Linked DNA regions of Mus musculus: region 2 is linked to region 1. A link is a contact called in public capture Hi-C data. All regions are on one chromosome and are shown on one strand. The core of a region is the stretch at or near the end of the contact, and the rest is flanking DNA. Distances in the headings are between cores, read along the strand shown. Region 1 has its middle 41 kb from the start of Hdac2. Region 2 has its middle 14 kb from the start of Gm31202.

Region 1 (4,914 bases), core at 847-3,346:
CTAACTAAGGAAGTGAAAGATCTGTATGATAAGAACTTCAAGTCTTTGAAGAAAGAAATCAAAGAAGATCTCAGAAGATGGAAAGATCTCCCATGCTCATGGATTGGTAGGATTAATATTTTTAAAAAGGCTGTCTTGCTGAAAGCAATCTACAGATTCAATGCAATCTCCATCAAAATTGCAACTCTATTCTTCACAGAGTTAGAAAGGGCAATTTGCAAATTCATCTGGATTAACAGAAAACCTTGGATAGCAAAAACTCTTCTCAACAATAAAAGAACCTCTGGTAGGGGCTGGTGAGATGGCTCAGCAGGTAAGAGTACCCGACTGCTCTTCCAAAGGTCCTGAGTTCAAATCCCAGCAATCACATGTTAGCTCACAACCATCCGTAATGAAATCTGACTCCCTCTTCTGGTGTGTCTGAAGACAGCTACAGTGTACCTACATATAAAAATAAATAAATCTTAAAAAAAAAAAGAACCTCTGGTGGAATCACCATGCCTAACCTCAAGTTGTACTACAGAGCAATTGTAATAAAAACTGCATGGTATCCGTACAGAAAATGTCATTCTGATTGTTATTTAAAATGAGAACGAGATGTTTCCTGTTGGGTTCATTGTGATATTCAAGTAAATGGCTATGTAATGCAGCTAACAAGGTAAGAAGGCAAAGGGTTGTGGAATGGTGTGAGAAAAATGTCGTCCACTTCAGGTGTTTTTATCAATATCAGATGGGATGATTTCAAGCTTTTGTTGAATTTGATGCTTTCTGATTTCATATCAACAGATAATGGTACATACAGAAGCAGTCTTCCAAGGCTTCGTTTCCTGGAGGAAATGAATAAATTTTGGCAAGCTTATAGAAATACTAATTTCCTCGTATTTGACTAATTATAATCTTAAGGAAAAGATGGTCAAGTGGGTCAAGGAAAATGATTACTGTTTATGGTCATAGTAATGTAAATGTTAGAGTGGGAAATTCACAGCCTTCTAAGCTGCTCTGTTGCTTGTCTACTATGCTGCCGCAAGATGGCAGTGTCTCCCTATAGAACAAGGGTTGAAGAGTGTATGTTTTCCAGTAGTCAGTTGTTTAAACACACAGAAGCACAGTGCTAAGGAGCTTCTTTCTTTTCTAGATCTGAGGATATAACCCAGACCTTGCAAGGAAAGTGCCCAACCACGCAACTGAATCCCCAACCCAAGATTCTTTTGAATGTATAGTTTAATTTGGGTTACTGATGGAGGTTTTTCTGTAAATGAGATAATTTTTACACTAATTTCCAAGTTTATATCCATAAAGCACTGTGTCTGATAGCAAATCGCTATTTGAGAATTTTGTAGTTGGAAGTAGAGTAGAACCGCATATTAGAGTTGAAGGAATTTTTATTTTGGCCAGATGTAGAACATGTTAATATACATAATGGAGAGTGGAGAGCTGTCTTCCAGGAACTCAAGTAATATGGTGAAATTGAGATTTAAGGGAACTGGAACACTGTCCCACGGCTGCTGTTTCTGAATCTTTGAATAGAGTTATGAGTGAGGGGTGGGAGGGTGCCTGCCACCAACCAAGCACAAGGCCTGGTTTAGGCTCCGGAGCTCCATAGTCTGGACTGAATAAATGAGGGCGCAGTCTTGATGATAGTCTATTTGTTCATAGTAATTTAAGAGTATTTTATTCTAAATATTGAAAATGGGTGTATGACTTATATGATGTTATATTTTTTTTTTAAATAACAAAGAACCCCCCCCCCCACACACACACACACACATACAAAGTTATTAGCAGATAACAAGGCTGTTCTGCCTTGTGTCCAGTGCTTTGTGTTTAGGAACAAGGCGAACAAACTATGACTGTAACCTAAGTCTATATTTTTAAGTTGTGATGTGTTGGGTTTATTGATAAGTTTCTAGCATCAGTTGTGTATTATCTAACACGTCACCTTTTTCTCTCTTCAGAATTCAATATTTCAAGGGTCACTTCTCAGCCATGTGGCACTCAAAACTCAGAGCTCAAACACTAGCTGTTCACTGAGCCTGCCTGCTCAGTGCAGGTGCGGAGAGGCAGTGAATGTCATCAAAACCAAGCTGGGTGAGATGCCTCCTGTGCTACTCGGCGCTCAGGAGGGTGGACAGAAAAATCAAGTTCCAGGACAGCCTAGGACACAGTAAGCCCCTGACCCAAAACAATAAGCAAACACACAAACCGCGCTTCTACTTGACAAAGGCCTCTTTCTTCCAGAGAGGAAGCCACCAGGAGCCAGCAAAACCAACCACCGATTTGAAAAAAATGAGAAGCCCAACCTCACACTCACAATCCTTCTGCCTCAGCCTCCTGCACCAGCTCGATTTTTTTTTTTTTTTTAACTTACACTTAATGCTACAGGCTGTGTGAGAAAGTCATGTCATACCAACTACTCAAGCAACCCACCCTGGGTAAAGGTCAGGAGCACCCACCTCACGTGTATTTCAGAAGTCTTTTTCTTATTTAAAAGGCTAGAGCTGGGTGTGGTGGCAGGCACATGCCTTGAGTCCTAGCACCTGGGAGGCAGACACCTGTGGATCTCTCTGAGTTCAAGGCAAGGCTAGCCTGCTTTACAAAGCCAGTTCCAGATCAGCCAGAGATATGTACAGAGACTCCACCTCAAAATAAACAAACAGATAATATAATATAATACAATATAATATAATGTAATAAACATGATATACAATAGGCTGGATTTCAGGTAGCTTATAACCACCTGTAACTCCAGCCCTGGGAGTTGATGCTCTCTCCTGAACTCTGCATGCACCTGTAAACACATGTGCACAGACTCATTCAAGACCCACACAGACATTTATAATTAAAATAACTCTGTAAAACCACTTAAGGGGACAAAGTTCTTACATCTGTCTTCCCCTCGTCCTAGTTTAGCACCTACCGCCTAACATTGTTGCACTGGGGGTGAAGTGTCCAAGGCATGCCCTTTAGCTGATAACTAGGAATGTGTTCCCACCACTCCCTGCCTTATACAGAGCCTGACAAACCAGATTCCTTTCTGGACTTTAAGTCCTCATTAGTCCAGAGAGCCAATCTGGTTTGTCACAGTTGGATTTAAAGATGAAATGCTTTTGCCTTTCCTATGCTGTAAGATTGTTATGGCCTAAATCAATAGTATGTCTTTCAATCTTTTCCTCCTATCCCCCACCCCTACCCCAGCCCCACCATGCTGCCCTTGCACGTGTGATCCCCTGCCTCAATCTACTGAATGTTGTGATTTCAGGCATGTGCCACTATGTCCATTGTGTATTGGCAGTTAAGTATGGCATACTCTTCCTTATATCTAAACATTTACTCAATAGACATTTATCTTTTTAAAAGTTGTGGGGCTGGTGAGATGGCTCAGCAGGTAAGAGCACCCGACTGCTCTTCTGAAGGTCCAGAGTTCAAATCCCAGCAACCACATGGTGGCTCACAACCATCCGTAATGAGATCTGACGCCCTCTTCTGGAGTGTCTGTAGACAGCTACAGTGTACTTACATATAATAAATAATAAATAAATCTTTAAAAATGTTTTTAAAAAAAAAGTTGTGATTGGTGGACTATACTGAGTGTTGCTATTGAGAAAATACAAAGATCAGAAAGCAAAATTTACCTGCGCTCAGGGTGCAGGCAAGAGACAGAAGTTTGTAAGAAGATTGGGGTAATTATGGATTGAAAGAGATTGGGGTGAAGGGAGAGAAGAAGGGAGAGGGAAAGGGGAGGAGGAGGAGAGGGGGAGAGCAAAAGTGTGAGAGAGAGAGAGAGAGAGAGAGAGAGAGAGGTCTTAAGCAAAACCTAAGCCCTGCAGGAGCCATGTATTTAGGAAGCAGTCAGCATCCCCAGTTGAGACAGTGTCTGGGGACCGCCCACCTCCTACTCCAGGACTGCGAACTGAGATCTAGACAGTGACAGGCACCCTGCATCTCTGTAGAATGCGAGGACTCACTAGATTACTACCGAGGTACTTGCTTGAAATGTGCTGTCCACTGGAGTTCCAAGGAAAGCAATTCAGAAAAGACATCCCCTGGGAGAAACTAGCAGAGACTGGCTGAGCTGCTCAGAGCATAAAGAGAAGCCATGCTGCTGACCTCTGTGCACTGCAGGGTCCTGGCAGTTGACAGAGGGTGATGCCAGAGCTCTGGCTGGAGAAGTCCAAGAGAAAAACTCTTCATTCTTCCCTCTAGCATCTTCTATCAATGAAGCTTTACATTGTGACAGCCAGAAAAGGGGAAACATTTTAAAGGGTCAAGTTTTAACATTGCAGCAGAGGCAATGAAAGATGTATTTCAAGTAGAGAGCAGTAAGTTGACTGCTGGAATGTTTCGTTTTCCAAAAGGTTCTTTGTACATTGTAGCTATTGTGTACAGGGTAGAGTTCTTATGGTCTAGACCACACCCTCCCTTTAGCCCCTACTGCACAGAATCACTGTGTTGGGGATGAGGTTTCCGAAGTATGACTTTGGGAGGCCATAGAATTAGCTAACAGCTGTGAATGTAAGGTTGGATAGATCCACGTCACCTTTGGCTTTCTTCACTCTTTGAATGCCCTTCACCATCCTCAGCCACTGTTTCCACCTTCCTCTTTGACTGTCTTTTTGAACGTTTGCTAGCAACCTTCCAGCAGGGATTTTTGTTTATGTAGGACAGCAATCAATTAAAATAACCAAGTTGCATGCTCTTGAGGTACATTTACTAGGAAAATGAGCTTGCTGGGTTTTACCGTAGAATGGAAGGAACTCTAAGATCAGGCTTGTTTCAGGGCTGGTGAGGCGGACGACTCAGTGGGTAAAGGCCTCTGCCGTCGAGCCTGAGGACCTGATTCAGTTCCCAGGATCCTCCTGGTGGAAGGAGAGAACCGATTCCCACAGATTGTCCTCTTACCTGCACATATGCACT
Region 2 (5,004 bases), core at 1,443-3,942, 360 kb after region 1:
GGAACCAAAAAAAAAAAATATGGTGACTTCTTTCAGAGGGTGGCTAAACAGAGCACATGTGCATCTGGAATTTTCTTTAGGTACTTTCCTGGAATACTCAAAGGGAGTCTTCATTGTTAGAGTAGAAAGTGGCCCTACCATGAGAAATGGGATAGATGATGAAGGAAGGTAAGGAAGTAAAAAGAAGAAGAGGGCAGATGGTACATCCTGGGTATCCATTGACCTACTAATTCACTAATGCCTAAATCCATTGTCTTCAATGTCTTTCAATTCCAAGAGTCAATAATTCTCTTCCTTTGTATTCTTGCTCATTTGTTTACATGGGCTGTTTCATTAACAACCAAATGAGTTCTGATGAACTCCATCTGTAGATACTCAAGTGTATTGTCTAAATCACTGTGGTCAATCAAAGGCAGAAGGATGTTCACCAGAATTTCTCTCCTTGGAAGAACTTAAACAGTTGACTACTGTAGGCCCCAAATGGGAAGTGTTCTATCTTAACTACTATGATTGCTTCCACTATTAACAAATCTCTTCCCACAAGGCTCCACTTGTTAGATTAAAGAGTCATGCGCCTGAGCAGCTGTGGTTGAAAATAAAACTGTCTGGAAGCCAGGAAATGCTGTCTATATGCTTGGTCAGAATATTATGTAGATGGTAATTTTAGAATAGTCTATATGACTGTAGTATATGAAGTATAATGTTGCTTTATGAGATATTTGTTATTATAATAAGTCTTGTCCCACTTTCTGTGTGTGATTGTGTGTCTGTCTGTGGCATACATGTGTATCCATTCAGAGAGCAGAGGTCATTGTCATTAGTCGTCTTCCTAACCCTCTGTCCACATTTATCTTTTTACACATGATCCCTTACTGAACTTGGGGCTAGGTCAATCCTACAGAACCTTCTGTCTCACTTCCTCAATTCTCAACAATCTAATAGGAGTGTCTTAGTATTTCCATTGCTGTGAAGTAATGCCATGACCAAGGCAAGTCTTATATAAAACAAAACAAAACAAAACAAAACAAAACAAAACACACATTTAATTGGAGCTGGCTTACAGTTTCAGAGGTTCAGTTCACTATCATCATGGCAGGAAGTATGGTAACCTGAGAGCAGACATGGTGCTGGAGGAGTTGAAAGTTTTACACATTTATCCAAAGGTGGAGACTGCCTTCTGAAGGTAGGAAGGAGCAGGAGCAGGCTCTCTTTTCCACACTGGTCAGAGCTTGAGCAGAGGACCTCAAAGCCCACCCCCACAATGACAGCCATCCTCAAACAAAGCCATACCTACACCAACATTGCCACACCCACACCAACTTTGCCACACCTCCTAACAATGCCACTCCCTTAGTCAAGCATATACAAAGCACCACAAAGAGCATATTTCCAAACAAGCTTCTACATGGGTACTTGAGATCAAACTCAGGTCTTCATGCTTGCAGGCAAGAATTTTAAGCACAGCTTCTTCTCCTCAGCACTCCTACCCTCAACTTTTCAGTGAGTTCAGTCTTGTAGAGTCAGTTACAAAGGTGTACAGTAAAAAGGATGGAAAACAATATAGTATTAATTTGACGACATACAGAAAGACAGAAATGTGTATCTTATTAAAATAAGCTACCACAATTCTAGACTATACAATTTTAGGAACTGTAGTCTGCATAACTAATAAAATTTTTTTTTTCAATATAGAATTCTGAGTCTCTTCTGGACTGTGAAGGAGACCTTCTAGAAAGTTGTGTCTGCTGAGACTGATTGACTGATTAGAATTTCAGTGCTATGGAGAGATTTGAATGTTACAGGTCCAGAGGCTAATTACCTTATCTTCGGTTAACTTTACCTGCACACCTCAACAGCTATTCCTTGTGTGCCTCTGTGTCAGAACCAGCATCCTGTGACTAATAGATAAAAGCCTTTGGAAACTATTAATTTAACAGACCTTCTACCAAGCCCAAAGATAACAGTGTTAACAGATAACATCTTTGGTCTATAAAATAAGTTTCCTCAACCTTGCTGTAACCACCTCTCAGATATGCCCACCAATGTATTTTAAGCCTGTCCTGATTTATGACTTTCAACTTTCTGTAAAACTATAAAACTTCATGTAACTGCTTCTAGTTCAAACATGGACTTTGAGGTATCTTAATCTGTGTTTCTGGTCATTCAGAATGGATCCAGAATGAACTAGCTTTTATTCTTCTTAAGAAGGAAAATTGTTTTTTGAGTTGACACAATCAAAGCCAAATTTTTAAATAAATTAAAAATTATTTTTAAATGTAAGAATTGATTATTGATATTAGCTCCCCTAGTTAAGCAAAAGCTATTGACATAGTATGTTAACAAGTATGCATGTCTGTCCTCTGACTTGTGAAGGAATTCAAATATGTTTTGGTGAAGTTTAGTAATAGTGGGGGACTATGGCTATCATAGTATGGGGCCTCCTCAATAACAAGACAGAAACTAAGAAACTTCTATCTCTTTAAAATAGAATGGACCATTTTGCCTCCAGAGGATGTAAATTGAACATGTCTTTGTGTTTTCACTTAGAATTTTATTTCTGTTCTCACACCCCACCCTCCTTTACATGAATATTAAGGTCCAAGGCTTTAGCAACAGGCATTTGGTCCTGGGGGAAGAAAGGGTAAAGGGAAGAGTGTTGTGTATGGCTTTTCATATGTTAATGGTTGATTCCATGGCAACCATTGAAAAAAAGAAGGGCTAGGGACAAAAGGGGCTGCAGGAGAGAGGATGGGGCTCTTTCAGGGGCTAGTAAGAATAACAGCCCAGACCCTCTCCTCTGAAAGATATCTGATGGCCAGACCTCAAAGGACTTTGTCTTAATAGTGCAGAGTCAGTATGTAATTAATGCAGAGTTTTATGAGTCCAAATTTCACCCTCAATGATGTTTCCCCTTTAAAACGTGGAGAATAAGAATCTGAAACCAAGAGGATGTTTCAAATCACTGCTCCCATTGGGACCCACAACGGAGTCTATCCAGAGGACACACTAGACTATCGGCTCTAAGCATCAGACATTTCAGTTTTGAGTTAAAAGGTCAAGGGCTTTTATCTTTGAGTACAAGAAAGCTTTTAAAGCTGGCTGACTAAGAGCAAGCACAGTGGGAATGGCTGTGCTCTCTCTCACATGCATCCTTTGAACACTGTCGTCCCTGATGACATGTTGAAATGGTACAGGACACAGACAAGAGCAGGTCACAGGACACAGAGGACACTGGTGACATTCCATTCCTTGGCTTCCTTGACCAATGAAAAGAATTCCTGGCTGCCTATATATCCTCCCAGAAACATGGTGACATCCTCACATCAGATTCCCTAGTGCGCTAAATCTTCATGTGAACTTCAGTGGTTATACATATGAAATAGCTGTTGTATCTTGCCAGCACAACACACTCTTTCTAGCCCTTTCTCAAGTACTGCAAAGCATTACATTCAGTAACAATGCCAACTTTACCAACTTTCTATCCAGCCTTGTTTTCTTGCATGTGTATTCCTCAGTCTTTGATTGAATTATATTGAATTCCTCTCTCTCTCTCTCTCTTTTTGTCTCCTTTAAATAGTTGCCAGAGACCAGCCACCAGTAGCTGCGATACAGTGTTTTCTCTGTTTCGATAGACACAAGGGCTTTTTATCACAATGGAATGCTTATGGAATTGCATGTTTCAAAAGACACTAAACATGAAAATACAACTTCATTCAAAGTCAGGTTACAATTATGAATAGCAAGGCTACAATGAAGAGAGAGAGAAAGAAGTGCTGGTCTGTCTTTCTTTCAGTGGTTATAAAATGTAATTCATTTTTTTCCCTCATAAGCCTTATGAACCTTACTCCCGCTTTTATGTTATTCAAAACTCTGATGGGGTGGAAAGCACAGAGTTATTGTAGCTACCAGGAATCCCAATATGAGGTCTGACAATATTGTTACCAACATTATATTATAAAGAGACAGTTTCTTCAAAATGATCTTATTTTTGAATGCCTGTTTGCTTGATGTTTGCTGAGTAATATGTGACATCTGATATTTTGGCAACAACACTGAATAATTAATCTATTCATCAAAATTTTTAAAAGTGTTTTTATAGACTAGGACTTGGTCATATTTGATCAGTACATGCTATGACTGGTTGTCATGGAAATGTAGCCTAGTATATATGGATAATTGTGTAAATAAAGAATCATCCCTTTAATCATTTTTTAGTGTCTGTTTGCTTCTGAAATTAAGACTTGATGTTTAAAAAGATACATGGATGAGAGATCAAACAATCAAACAAACAAACAAACAAAACAAAGAAAAGAGATCTGGTTAAATAAAATCCAGTCAAAATAGGAACAGAAACCATGATCAATGTAGAGACCAGTCACATTCTAGCCACACTCCATACAACCCCATCATGATGCTAGATGACAAACATACTGCAAGTGTATTGTCCCCCAAAGTTTTGGTGTGCACAAGAGCAAAACTAACTTGAAGTCTATGATAAGCAAAGCTATTCTGACTTGTTTTAAGGAACAAGACAAGCCCTGAGCACTCCCTCCTCCCCATATGCTCCCCAGATCTATGTAAGGGTACATGGAGACACAGCTAACACATTCTTAAAACAAATATAACATCAAGTCTTCAATAAATACCTTGTATATTATTTTTCCCATGACAAACTAAGACAACTGATGACAAGTCCTCATCCCTGACCAGGGATCTTCTCTAAGGAAAGGGAGCAGCCAAACTTGGCTTGCCCACAAACAGCTGTGCTCTGTGCCCTCTCACATCCACCACATACGCCTGCACACAGTTGCCAACACTAAAGGCCAAAGCTAATTGGCTTGGGGAAAGGAGAGACACTTGTCTCAAGAGTAACCACTGTTTACAGACTTGCCTGGGAAAGGATGCCTGAAGTCTAGGGGACACAATCAGATGTGCTTTTTAGGATGTTTAAATACAAGAGGGACACAGAAGGAGGCAATTATTTGGAAATGTGAGCAGAACCTG

The links. Capture Hi-C pulls out chosen DNA fragments and counts their contacts.
Region 2: a capture Hi-C map of embryonic stem cells shows a contact between it and region 1, with 2.8 times the contacts expected there. The contact joins two enhancer-like sites. A contact is called at or near these places in 1 of 39 promoter capture datasets (embryonic stem cells) and 1 of 9 other capture datasets (embryonic stem cells).

What each region holds. Positions count from the first base shown.
Region 1 is chr10:37,013,430-37,018,343 of GRCm38.p6, forward strand. No RefSeq gene overlaps it. Among named protein-coding and RNA genes, the nearest start is that of Hdac2, 41 kb to the left of the region's middle. Within about 2 kb of position 2,097, at least 22 of the 459 cell types and tissues checked have an H3K27ac peak or open chromatin away from gene starts, as enhancers often do. A contact at or near this core is called in embryonic stem cells, where this site is marked.
Region 2 is chr10:37,375,454-37,380,457 of GRCm38.p6, forward strand. No RefSeq gene overlaps it. Among named protein-coding and RNA genes, the nearest start is that of Gm31202, 14 kb to the left of the region's middle. Within about 2 kb of position 2,693, at least 46 of the 459 cell types and tissues checked have an H3K27ac peak or open chromatin away from gene starts, as enhancers often do. A contact at or near this core is called in embryonic stem cells, where this site is marked.